Linked DNA regions of Mus musculus: region 1 is linked to region 2. The links are chromatin contacts, called in public HiChIP or PLAC-seq maps. All regions are on one chromosome and are shown on one strand. Each heading gives the region's core, a stretch centred on a gene start, on an enhancer-like site or on the middle of the called end of the contact. The rest is flanking DNA. Distances are from core to core; before and after follow the strand shown.

Region 1 (2,700 bases), core at 93-2,592, 650 kb after region 2:
GGCTGGGCTGGGCTATGCTGGGCTGTGCTGGGCTGTGCTGTGCTGTGTGTGCTGTGCTATGCTGGGCTATGCTGTGCTGGGCTGTGCTGTGCTGGGCTGGGCTGGGCTGGGCTGGGCTGGGCTGGGCTGGGCTGGGCTGGGCTGGGCTGGGCTGGGCTGGGCTGGGCTAGGCTGTGCTGTGCTGTGCTGGGCTATGCTGGGCTGTGCTGTGCTGGGCTATGCTATGCTTGGCTGTGCTGTGCTGTGCTGTGCTGTGCTGTGCTGGGCTGGGCTGGGCTGGGCTGGGCTGGGCTGGGCTGGGCTGGGCTGGGCTGGGCTGGGCTGGGCTGGGCTGGGCTATGCTATGCTATGCTATGCTATGCTATGCTATGCTATGCTATGCTATGCTATGCTATGCTATGCTATGCTATGCTATAGTATGCTGGGCTGGGCTGGGTTGTGCTGTGTTGGGTTGGGTTGGGCTGTGCTGTGCTGTGCTTGGCTGGGTTCCTGCATTAACCCTGAGTGTCACGGACCTGCTGTTTTCTGGCCCTAGGAACCCACCCACCTCCCAGCTTCCTTCTCATCCAGCTGGCAATTTTGATGGAGTTGAGAAGCTTGGTCCCTAAGATCCTCTCTACCTTGTCTGTAGCATCGCCCTTTCCTGGGGAGACTCCTATTTATCACCGGCTGAACAGAGTGCCACTGGCTGACCCTTTGACCCCACGTGGATTACAAATGATCATGCTCACTGCACTGATTAGTCAGCCTGGGAAAATGCTACCCATGCAGTTATTGTGAGAACCAGAGCTTCCAAAGGCCATACACGGCTTTCTGCTTGTTCATATTCGTATATGCACTTTATAGTCGGAGGGTCCACATGCATGTGCATTTACAGTGTGCCCCAGCCTCATGGCTTAGCATGGAAGTGTTGTTGGGCAAAGTAATTCATTGCCAAACTAATGAGATTGATCCCTGTTCTGTCCTGATTAGCTGTAGACCAGGGTTAAGAACCTCCATAGACCAGTTTCTCCCTTAGTAACACCAACGTGAGAAGGTAAATGTCCTTCTCACAGACACAGGGCAGCAGGCACGAAAAATTAATTTGTCCACCTGTGGCTACGTCCACAGAGAAGGGCTGTTGCAGAACTCTGACTTTGGCCTGTCCCTGACAGCCTGCCCCCAGAGGCTTGGACAGCCCCCCCCTGCCCCCCCCCCGCATCTACCTTCCACCCGTTGGTGACAGTGTCAGGCTACAACCATCTTCAAACACAGGAAGAGCACAGGCCCTACAGGAAGCAGTGTGGCCACAGGTGGGTGAGGACATCCAACAGTCTGACTCAAGCGAGGGCACCCAGGCACAAACATTCTCATACCACAAGGCAGACACAATTGAGTCACTGCCCAACAGTGGTCGGCTGGCAGGTCCTGTGAGCACGCCAACATCGAGAGAGTGTCGGGGTGAAGAAAAGAATACCCTTGGGGCCCCCCACGAGTGACGCAGAAGAGCCACCTGGCAGCTGGACAGTCTCAGGAGCTTTCGATTATCAGACGCAGTAGCAACCTAAGCGTCACCCAAGCGTCGGGACACCGTGAGGGCCAGCCACACCCTGTCTGCCGTTGGCCGGAAGTGAGGCCTCTCAGCACCCGGGACAAAAGCAGAGGAAGGTCTTGGAGAACTCAAAAGCATGCCCCAGTGTCAGAGGAGACTGTCCCGCAACAAAGTAAGAAAGCCACCCACACAATCATCAGAGGCCTTTCAAGTTGGTACATACGTAAGCATATTTATCTGGAAATTTATCAGTGCCCTTCAGTGGGCTCTCCAGAGCAGTAGTAGCTCTCAGCCTTCCTAACACCGTGGCCTCTTCTTTTCTTTTCTCTTCTCTTCTCTTCTCTTCTCTTCTCTTCTCTTCTCTTCTCTTCTCTTCTTTCCTTTCCTTTCCTTTGCTTTTTTTATTTGAAATTTTCTTTATTTACATTTCAAATGTTATCCCCTTTCCTAGTTTCCTCTCTAAAAATCTCCTATCCCCTCTCCCCTCCCCCTGCTCACCAATCCACCCACTCCCACTTCCTTAACCTGGCATTCCCCTATACTGGGGCACAGAACCTTCACAGGACCAAGGGCCTCTCCTCCCATTGATGACTGACTAGGCTATCCTCTGCTACATATGCAGCTAGGGCCATGAGTCCCACCACCATGTGTTTTCTTTGGTTGGTGGTTTAGTCCCAGGGAGCTCTGGGGGTACTGGTTGGTTCATATTGTTGTTCCTCCTATGGGGCTGCAGACCCCTTCAGCTCCTTGGGTACTTTCTCTATCACCTTCATTGGGGACCCTGTGTTCTGTCCAACTGTGGCCCTCAAATACAGTTCCTCATGCTACCCAACCATAGAATTATTTTCTTGCTATTTCCTAATTGTAATTTTGCTACAGTTATGAACCATAGTGGAAATCTCTGTGTTTGCCTATGGTCTTAGGTGACCCCTGTGAAAGGGTCGCTCAACACCTCAAGGGGTCCCGACCCACAGGTTGAGAATCACTGTTTTGGAGTCTCTCTCTCTACCCGTCCACACCCAGCCCACAACACACAAATAGTTAATAGCCAGTATTTTTGGAGGACCTGTTATCTATCAGAAGCCCTCAAAAAATAGATCCAGTAGGGCTGGGGGCTGGCTGTGTGAAGACCTCTGGGATGGGACAGAAGGACAATGAAAAGATAACAC
Region 2 (2,700 bases), core at 168-2,667:
CATGCCCCTAACACATGACTAGGAAAAGTCAATATACATTTCTTACCCAAAACCTGGAGTACGAAGTAACAGAACGGGTCCTATAGGTCAAGAACCAGACCTTTCCCACAGCTGATACCAATACTAACACTACCAGCACTGATGAGTACGTCCCCTACGTGATTCCCGGGGGTGGGGGAGTTATCACTATCAGAGAGGTGTGAGACCCTATCAGCCAGAGAGAGGAGCAGGGGGCTGATGCACAGTCACTATTTATCAATAGAAATAACAGGTTGAGGTTTCATACAGGACCAGGTTCCTATAATGAGAGAGAACTGTCAGTGAATGTGAATCTATGATTGTTAAAATGGCTCCTCATCCTCCATGGGATACAGAAGACAGGGAAAACTGTTAAGTTTCAGTCTACATACTATAGTAAGTATGTCTGTTGTTCCAGTCCACACCGATCTCTTTTCCGTTGATATGATTTGTTTCTTTGTGCGTTTAGCAAAATGGTAAATCCATCTGGATTGTAATCAGACATGTTTCCTCCCTTATATCAACCAGGCAATGACTACCAACCAATGAAAGAGAAAGGAATTTGACATTTGTAAGCACTTACTTCGAATAAGACGGGTCCTAGGTAATTTGCATGTTAGCCCTGTGTAGTCATCATGACACCTTATACGTATCTACGGTGAGTTTCTCTACCACCTTCCTTTCTCTTTGTCCCCTTGAGCTCGCACAGTGTTAGTGGCAACTTATAACTCTCAACAGTATAGGTAATAAACAAAGCAAATCGCCTCCCCGTTCAAGCAACTGTGCTGTGCTGTGGTGCAAGGCTGTGGAGCATCTGGTTCAAACAGCCTCCTGAAGAAAACCATACACCCATCCCATCTGAACCTTCCTTGAGTCTGAGTTGGAGAGATTTGCAGATATTATCAAGGAATCAAACGAAATAGAGATTCACCAAATATCTCATCAGAGAGCATCCTTCCGAGAGAAATGCCCAGAGCTACTCAGATCTGGCCTGAGATTTTGCTAAGGGATGAAACCAAAACAGACAATGTCAAGAGCTCTGACATTCCTTTCGCATGTGTGGGGCTTCTATGTTAACAAGGGAACAACTTTGATCCTCCAGTCAGATAACCAGGAAGTGATCTGGAATTTCTTTAAATATCATTACCATGCTCCCAGCAAAACACAGGGGAGGACATTTTTACTCTGATGAAAAGACTAGGCTTGTCCCTGGGCAGTGTTGAATTCTTCAGCTTCTACTTTGAGTGGGGCAGGATGTCACTGAAGACTGACAAAGAAAGCAAACCTATCTGTATAGATTAGTTTGAGGCTAACTTCGGGAATCTGAACCCTTGGACTGAGCTGTGATGTTTCCATGACAACCAAGACAGACAATGAAGCAAACAGACATGACTCAGGCGTAGTTCCGCAGGTCAGTTCTCAGAAGCCAAATTTGGTCACTGGGAGACCTTTAAAGAATAGACCATCCCTGTCTTGCTAATCACATTCAAAGGGCAAAGTGTTACTCTGGAAGAACACACCCCTTCCCCTTTCAGAAGGCCACCAAGATTCCCTGCTACTAAGTCACGCATGGCTACTCCCCATAAAGGCCTACTGCTTGATCGTACTGTCTGTGGTGACTGACTGGGCTCCGTTCTCTCATGGTGCTAGATGCTAGGTAGTCTCCTGTTTCAGGAGTGGTGTCCCCTGCAGTGACTACAAATGGCAGTGGAGTGAGGGAGAAACAGGATTAGCTCTCCCAGATCTAAAAAGTCCCGGAGGGCCATGAGCAATCTGCCACACTGTAGGCCACTTGCCTGAGCCCTACTCCAAACCTGCTGACACTGCGCAGCTGGGGTGTGCCCTGCTGACTTCCGATGCTGCAGCCTCAAGGGGCACAGCTAGGCTCTAGGACAGATTTGTTGTGTCATTTCTAGCCGTGCCTTCCACAAAAACTTACTTCTCCCAGGCTGCCTCTTTGATGTTTAGAGCCACCCAAGTCTCCTTGTTCTCTCCGTCCACACCGTTGTCCCTCGTCTTGTCTACCTTCCTTCCACACAGCAGCTACAGTGAGTCTGGAGAGTCACGTTGCTGTATTCTACAGACACAATACAAATGCCAGGTACTGAAGCTCAGGCAACAGCTCCCCTCTCATCCCCCAAAGCTACCTTTCTCTCTTTGCTGAGCTTTCTGTCACACACACACACACACACACACACACACACACACACACACAGAGAGAGAGAGAGAGAGAGAGAGAGAGACAGAAAGACAGACAGACAGAGACAGAGAGACAGACAGACACAGAGATAGAGACAGATAGAGACAGAGAGAACTAGATATTTGAGCACAGTAGATTTCACAGGGAGGCAGCGTTTAGACCCGCCCACTGCACAGGTGGAGACTGCCAAAGACAAAGAACAGACAGAAGTTTCACAATTTTTAGAGCCTGTGGAATAACTGAGTAAGCCTTTCAGGGAATGGCAAGCTCCCTCCTGCCTGCACAGGGGCGGCAAGGCAAACGCACCGCTGGTTCCTGAATCATTTCCTGTCAGCTTCCCTCACCTCTGAAGGGCTGGGCGCTCTTGCTTGGGAAAGAGAGCAGGCGCGTCCTGTGTTGTGGGGAAGACCTTTACCCAAGGGCATTTCTCTGGGAAGTGTGGGCATTCTGAGTTAGTGAGGTAGTTTGAAGCCGACAGAGAC

The links. HiChIP or PLAC-seq counts read pairs in DNA pulled down with a chosen protein or histone mark.
Region 1: a contact with region 2 is called in a FOXA1 HiChIP or PLAC-seq map of pancreatic cancer cells. The contact joins two enhancer-like sites. A contact is called at or near these places in 2 of 115 datasets of contacts at active chromatin or transcription factors (microglia and pancreatic cancer cells).

The regions. Positions count from the first base shown.
Region 1 is chr8:25,066,804-25,069,503 of GRCm38.p6, forward strand. The region is part of intron 3 of Plekha2 (pleckstrin homology domain-containing, family A (phosphoinositide binding specific) member 2); the gene reads right to left. Among named protein-coding and RNA genes, the nearest start is that of Htra4, 29 kb to the left of the region's middle. Within about 2 kb of position 1,343, at least 187 of the 459 cell types and tissues checked have an H3K27ac peak or open chromatin away from gene starts, as enhancers often do. A contact at or near this core is called in pancreatic cancer cells, where this site is marked.
Region 2 is chr8:24,418,049-24,420,748 of GRCm38.p6, forward strand. No RefSeq gene overlaps it. Among named protein-coding and RNA genes, the nearest start is that of Gm30692, 7.1 kb to the left of the region's middle. Within about 2 kb of position 1,418, at least 147 of the 459 cell types and tissues checked have an H3K27ac peak or open chromatin away from gene starts, as enhancers often do. A contact at or near this core is called in pancreatic cancer cells, where this site is marked.